Regions from separate parts of the Zea mays genome. Here region 2 is linked to region 1. A link is a contact called in public Hi-C data. All regions are on one chromosome and are shown on one strand. The core of a region is the stretch at or near the end of the contact, and the rest is flanking DNA. Distances in the headings are between cores, read along the strand shown. Region 1 overlaps LOC100274157 (Transducin/WD40 repeat-like superfamily protein). Region 2 has its middle 49 kb from the start of LOC542569.

Region 1 (3,603 bases), core at 585-3,084:
CCTTGTATGAGATCGTTTACCAGACTGTCTGGTGTGCACTAGTGGCACACCGTTGGTTGCTATGTCTAATGGCTAGTTGTTAGAACTAGTCGTTGGTGGCGCACTAGTGGCGCGCTGGACTATCCGGTGGACCCACGAGCAGTGCAACACAGTACGACTAGTTTTGGTGGTTGGGCTATTTATACTCCTTCCACTAGCCATAGTAAGTGTCTTGTTGCCGTAACCACCTAGCATTCATTGCATTGAGTTTGCAAGACCATGTTTCATAGTGAGGTGATTAGCAAAATCATAATCCCGCATTAGGTCCTCATTAGTGCAAGTGAGAGCCACCTAGAGTACACACCACATGCATTAGGCTTCTCTTGGTCAAGTGAAAGTCTATGGCTTATTACTTTTGGTGATCGGCATCACCTAGATGGCTTAGTGGCATTTGGAGCAGTGATCACCCCTGAGGATTTGTTGGTGACCCGACTCAAGTTTGTTCGTGGTCGTGAGGCATCACGCCGGAGAGGTAAAGGATCATCTCATAGTGAGCACTTGGTCCTTGCGAGGAGCCGAGGACTAAGGGGGAGTTATACCCTTGCATGGGTGATCCAACAAGGACTAGTGTAGAGTGTCGACTCTTCAATACCTCGTGAAAAATTCGGAGAAGTTTTCTTGTCCTTGCTTTACATTCCACAATTACTTTGAGCAATTTACTTTGAGTATTTTCATTCCTAGTATTTACTATAATGACTTAGGATTTGTTTAGCATTTCCTATCTTTTGTGATTTAGCTAATCTAGTTAAGTAGTTGGGTGAAGTTGGGCTCTTGTTTTGGGTTTAATGGTTTGCAAGAAATTTAGAAAACCCCAATTCACCCATTCCCCCTCTTAAGCATCGTGATCCTTTCATAAACAAATTTAATTTTAGGAAGGATCCATTGACGGAAATGTCTTCGACCCGCTGCCTTTGTCTAGTGGTGTTTCAGTGCCTATGTGTTTTTGTAGTGATCCGTGCATGGTAGCCAAGTCCGACGAAGAGGACACGTGCAGGCAGAGGTATTGGATGTGTGCCAACTATGTTTATCAGCCAACAATTGCTCAACATTGCATTAACTTGATGGTGAGAATTTTATAGTGTACCATTTATCTTGTTTCATACGAATTGATGCATGATTTATTTGGCGTCTAAGAGTTGCATAATCTGTAGACTCTTCCACCGCTCTGTGATTTTGAGTAGTGGATTGACACTGAGATCTCACAGAAAGACAAAGAGTGGATGGAGAAAATAAAGTGGGATGCAGAGGACTAGGAGAAGATGGAGAAGAAACTGAAGGAGCTTGCGGTGGAGACAACGTGTAGAAGAGGTGAAAATAAGTTGTGTTGCTACTTACAGGGAGAAGGAGAATAGACTTGATTGTGCAGAGGAAGTAATGGTGGCGAACCCGGATACTTTTAGAAAGAGGAAGTGGTACTGATGCTTTTAGGAAGGAGAAACCCAATACCAGTAAGCAGTACTAGTCGGAGCTAAAAACTGAAATAGCAATAATTGACTAGATAGTACTATTTGAGACTAAAAATTAGTCTAAATTAGTCCGAATTTCGCGAGAAAACGAACTGCGTATCGATTTTTAGCTAGTAGCTACTTCAGCTTTTAGCCCCAACTTTCGCCAAGAAAACGACCTGCGTAACCTGTAGGACGCCTGTCACATTTCCTCTCCTACACATTGGTCACTGGACAATCAACCACCAACCACTGCTGGTGCTGATGCTGCAACTGCAGCGTAAGGACCAACAATGTGCTGATACAACTGCTGATACAGCGACGTACAAGGTGCCGACCAGTAGTTGCCGCAGACAGCAATGCTGGGACTCATGCAGGGCTCCCGATTCGGAAGCCATAAAACTCCAACCTACTACTACATGTCAGGCAGACGGTGAATGGGGAGATAATATCCTGACACAAACTATGTACATTGTTAGGTGTCGAGAAACAGAAAGGCTATACATATGCTACCGCCTTCAGTTCCACGAGTCGAGCGACAAAACCCAGATTACTAGCAACAGGGAAAGAAACCCCCCAGAATTTTATACACTTCTGCATGCACTCATGAGATCCTCCTCTGTAGGACCATGCACTCCTCTGGAGCACACAATGCAACAATGGGGTCCAACAGCTGTGCGACCAAATTTCCGCTCAAGTGGTTATCACCACAAGGAGTTCAAGTAATGATGTTGGTGCCTCTTGCTGAACTCGATCATGCCTCCGTACGTCTGGTCCGCAAGGCCCACATAGAAGGCCTCGGTGTCAGGGCTGAATGCTAAACCTCCAATCTCGCCAAACAAGTCAATCTCGTGAGATCTGCTGTAGTCCGCATAAGCATCGTACATGTGGACAAAATCTACGGGCTCTGCTGTTGCAAGGAAGCGCCCGTCTGAAGAGAACTTCACACACCGAATTGAGCCCATCCTTCCACCAAGCACAGCTACTGATTGGGATAGGTTCCTGATGTCCCATAGCCTGCATGTAGTGTCTTGACTCCCAGTTGCCACGATATTGCCATCAGGATGCCATGCAGATGCAAATGAGTAATCCAAGTGACCCCTGAGAGAGCCAATTGCCTACACAATATATGTGTGTGTTGAATATTAGGACCAACAACATACTGATATAGCCATGTGCCCTGCAAAAGTAATAGAAGAAAAGAAAATCCATTCACTTACCTTGCCACACTTGGGATCCACCACACAACCATCCTCATGATCTCCCAGGACAGCAAAGAGTTTCCCATTCGGGCTCACAGAAACACTCTGTTGGAGAAGAAAACTTAGCAGCCAAATAAGAGGATGAAACTACAGGGCATAAAACAGTTAAGGGCCAGCCTACTTACATTCACGGACCAAGGGAAGACATAGTGCTTGAGGAGGTCAAAGTACTCGGTGTCAAAAATCCTGATGGAGCAGTCATTGTTAGCAGCCACCAACCTTCTAGATCCGCTGAAATATACATTCATAATCAAACTGTTAACTCAAGTCAAAATGTACAAGATATCTGACTCAGAAAAGCATTGAATCTTACCTCGGATCCTGATACATCTCTAAAGAGTTAGTGATTGCATTTTCATCATCTGTAACCCTTGTGCTGTAAACAACCCCCTCATCATCCAAACGCTAGAAAAAAAAAAACAAAAAATGTCAGATTTACTATCTGTCATGAGTTACTACAGACCAAAGTAGGAGAATATTTGCACAGTAAAAATACCTTGCATATAATCTCCCCTTGAAAGCCACCAACTACCAATAAATTACTATCCACGGCCATTGTTGTGACCTGAACCATTGCCACTGACTGTGAACCATGGCCCCTCTGCAACAACAAAAATGAATACTTTGAGACCAAACCCAAAAGAATATGAACCTGCACAGAAATATTTAACGCCAGAAAATATAAAAGGTTATATACCTGTTTTGGGACGATGCAATCATCGGCATTGATTAGCTCAGTGCTTGTCTGCTCCAGTGAGGACCAGTGTGTCACTGATTGATCATGCATTGTATAAACATCATGTTTCGTGGTTGCCCACACTAGGTTCCGTAGCTGCGAAACAACACATCATGCAAAA
Region 2 (3,947 bases), core at 336-2,835, 100 kb before region 1:
CCGGGCGCCTCTGCTCGCGCAGTCGCACGTGCGCAATCGGTCTCTTCTTCGCTGCTTTTGAGTCCCGCGCGCGTGCCGCCGGCGCCACGGATCCGCACCGCACCGCCCCGTCTCTTCCACTCTTTCTGCATCCAGCACACCTCCCTCGTCCGTCACACGAAAACGGAATCGTCGGTAGCACCTGAGGCTGAGACTGAGACTGCGATTCTTCCTTCAATCAATCACGGTTGGCCGGTCAGTTCCACAACGGAAGCACTGCAGGACAGCATGCAGTGCAGTGCAGTGCAGTGCAGCAGAATGCATGCAATGCAGCATAACTTCACTGACGGGAGGTTCTTATATATATTCCCATATCATCACCCTGGCCAAACACGTCCGCTGCCCTTCCGATATGGTACGAATACGATCCTCTATCTCTCTCTCTCTTTGTCAATCCCACGTGCACATGCAACCCGCACCTCCTTGTCATTCTGTTCCACTCTCTTGTGTTCTTTGTATCGGAGAATTGAGTAGCTAGAATTCGCCGGACACCGACCAGATCCATCCACACATTAACTGACACCCCTGCAGCATAATATTACTACTATAATCTGTGGAGAAACTTTTTGTTATGTTTCTGTTTCCAGTAGTAAGCATTGTTACAAACGAAAAATATCCTCAGTACATAAAATTATCAGTGAGCAAACTGTCTTAGCTGAGTTATTTGAAGTATAGATTGATTAAGCACCAAATCTAAATAACAAAATAAAAGATATATCAATTGCTTCATAAAAATGAAAATATACTTTAGAGCACAAATACAAACGATCGATGTATCACAATGCAGGCAGAGGGAGTAAGGGATACAACCATATTGCTCATCTCAAGAGAAGAGATATGTTTTAATCATGGTATATTTGAAACGCACCTGTTTACTTCTAGGTTTCATAGTCCTGAAGCATCCGAGGTAAATTATCAAAAACTGATAACTGAACTTATTAAGAGCAGGGCATTATTTAAGAATATTAATATAAAGAAATATAACACCCTAGAATAAGAACAACAAAATCCTGTGGGAAATTACTACACTTCACAAAAAACATAATAGCAAACAGATTAAAAACAGAGATTGTATTGATCATAAAACTAACATAGCTGAACCAACCATAACCAAAGCTCCAACATAAAAACATAACAAACGATCTATCTGAAACAATCATAACCAAGCTCCAACATAAGAACCTTCGTTGCCACAGCGTCATCAAACCCATGTTTCATATGTCATACGAAAAAATTAAAAAATAAATAAAAGGGCATTTGACTGTTCGAATTTTTAAATGTACATGGTGCGATGGCCCATAAAAGAGAGCATGTTTCTTGTTGTCCACTATTCATGCTCATTAATTTTGGTCGGCAAGGTACTTGGGCCGACTTGATCAACGCATGTGTCTACTATTAGCAAAGCCCACATTTAATATGGCCTCCGACCAGTTGGACGCTAAAGAGCTTCCGAGCAACGAAGAACGAACCCATGGGGCCTTCGCCCATGCTGTGTGTGACATACAAAGCAGCGTAGCTCAAGACGGCCTGCCGAAGATTCCCGTGGGTGTCTCAAGTGTATCTTGTGAGTAGCCCATGAGGCTTATTTCTGCTAATCGTCGCCATCACTCTACATAAGTAGCCCATGAAGCTTGTTTCTCACGAAAAGCAGCCCATGGGCTGCAAAGTCAGGAAGCCACAACGTGGTCAGGCTGCTTGACGCGACAACGCCACGCACATGTGGACAAACATATTCATTCCATTCAATTCAACGGCCGCCGCTTTGCCGCTCTGCCTTTGCGACTTGCGAGTAGAGACGCCAGGCCCTGCCACAGAGCCGGACAGGTCAGGGCCGACGCTGCGACGTGTACTCCACCGGATTCATTTCCATCTGCCCTCTGACCTAGGAAGACGTTTCGAGTGTTGAGAAAGCCTAAAAAATGTTTAATGGACTAATATCGAAATTATCATCGGGGTCATAGTATATATATATATATATATATATATATATATATATATATATATATATATATATATATATCATAATAAAGAGAGGATAGAAAGAACTTTCATCCACTGTATCTATTGTTCCTCTGTGTATTGAGAAGGGAGCAGACTTCTACAACTTATCGCGTCCCTACTGCTGTTGGGAGGATTCGGAGTCCGGATCGGGGATCTACGACAACTACGTTGTTCAACACATCATCAGCACTGCTCTACCCCGACTCGTGGATCTGATCGACACCGACTCTCCATCACGCCGGCAGGTCCCCCGGCCTTGCCGAACTCTCCTACGCGACAGACTTTGTTCTCATTCGTCGAATCAGGAATCACGGTATGAAATCTTGAGTGGATCTACGATTCCAATTCACCGAGTATATCACCGTCCCGCGAGCAGCATCGACAGCGCCAGCGTAATCCGGTGGCGCACGGAGATGACCGCGGTGGTGCAGCCACGAGCAGCACCGCCAGCCGCATGCACGTTTAGAAAAAAAGTAGGCCATGCAGATTCCGTCGCATGCAACCCCTTACTTGTGGCTGACTTGCATGGCCGCATGCAAAGGATGGGCCCTTGACGTTTTCTAAGAGGAAAAGTAGGGCGGTTGACGTTTTCTTAGGAAAAAAAGGAAAAGTAGGCCCCCACAGATTCGGAAAAAAATTGGCTACAGCCGTCTGCAAAGCTGCGATTGTGCAGGCTCCTTTCGATTGATGACACGTGTTTGATCCCACACAAATCTCAAATAAACAAGACACCCGGCCGTTTCCATCCATAGCCCACTATCTTCTTGCTAGCTTCGGCTCGCTAGCCTCTTACTGCTAGCTTCGGCTAAAGTTCTGTTTCTCTCTCGCAGCTTCAACTGTTCTTTTAATCCCAGTGCAGGGGATGGGAGGGAGAGAAGACGACTCTGGGCGGCGACAGTTGGTGCTGTGGTGGTGCTCCCCAACTGGCTAGGGCGTGGGGATATTGATCTGTCCAAGTTGCTTCATCTTAAATTGTTGTTGAAATTTCCTCTTTCCAGTTACAAAATGGTTCGAGGAACAGGGTTGTTATGCAGCTAGTAGCTTTAGCATCCACTCTAGAAGTTTGAGACTTTTTGGGCAACAAATTGTTAAGTGCCAACACTGAAGGAAATGAAATGCCTAAAATTACATCAACTATTGCATTTACGCTTTTAGAAATGATAAAATCTATTTATATGAATGCTTTCAAATATCTCATTTCTATTGACATCAAAACAGTGCAACTAGAGTATTACACTTCAAGATTACATAAAAACTATAAATGAATGACTACTACTCATGTGGTGCGATTATGTGAGGCATCAAAATGTAACTCTCGAGTAGCTGAAGCATACGAATCAACTCCAAGTAAAAGACTTGTATATCCTCCTTGCATCAACAAAGTGTCCGTAGTTTGAAAACCAGCATTCATCTTATTGGTTACAGCATGTTGTTATGGCATATTAACACCAATACTTTCATCCAAAGTTGTCTGTGTAAAAACCGTTTAGAAAAATATTCAGATAATCAAATTATTGAAAAAATGGCAATTCTATTATCCAGTATGCCTTACATTCAACAGTTCTGGATCCTGATCAGGTCCCATATTTTGATCTATTTTCCTTGAATTTGTTCCTATGTCATATATGGAGGAGTACATATATTAACAACAATACTTTATGTATGATTGAATAGAAAAATCTAAAATATATTTGAAACTACTAAAAGAAGCGATATGGGGAGAATAACTACCGTTATTAGAAGAACCTTTCCTTTTCTTCCTTGTATTCTTTTCAACTGCATTCTTTGATCGTTTACTTTTAGCGCCTTTCACTACCTGTGGAACTCTAAATGAAATTTTGCTATTTACTGTTTGTATGTTGCGGTCATTTGGAATTACAGGGAACTCAGTTTCTTCCATCTTGTTT

What was found. A called contact is a pair of places that touch in the nucleus more often than the background predicts.
Region 2: a Hi-C map of tassel shows a contact between it and region 1, with 4 times the contacts expected there. The contact joins two enhancer-like sites. A contact is called at or near these places in 12 of 25 Hi-C or Micro-C datasets (bundle sheath, ear, endosperm and 5 more).

What each region holds. Positions count from the first base shown.
Region 1 is chr1:222,425,927-222,429,529 of Zm-B73-REFERENCE-NAM-5.0, reverse strand. LOC100274157 (Transducin/WD40 repeat-like superfamily protein) reads right to left here. Exons shown (of 10, transcript NM_001148535.2): 5 at 3,444-3,578; 6 at 3,243-3,347; 7 at 3,060-3,151; 8 at 2,872-2,977; 9 at 2,705-2,791; 10 at 1,940-2,602. The coding sequence ends at 2,189. Among protein-coding and RNA genes, the nearest start is that of LOC100274157, 12 kb to the right of the region's middle. Within about 2 kb of position 1,834, at least 10 of the 20 cell types and tissues checked have an H3K27ac peak or open chromatin away from gene starts, as enhancers often do. A contact at or near this core is called in ear, leaf, seedling and 1 more, where this site is marked.
Region 2 is chr1:222,528,214-222,532,160 of Zm-B73-REFERENCE-NAM-5.0, reverse strand. No RefSeq gene overlaps it. Among protein-coding and RNA genes, the nearest start is that of LOC542569, 49 kb to the right of the region's middle. Within about 2 kb of position 1,585, at least 17 of the 20 cell types and tissues checked have an H3K27ac peak or open chromatin away from gene starts, as enhancers often do. A contact at or near this core is called in ear, leaf, seedling and 1 more, where this site is marked.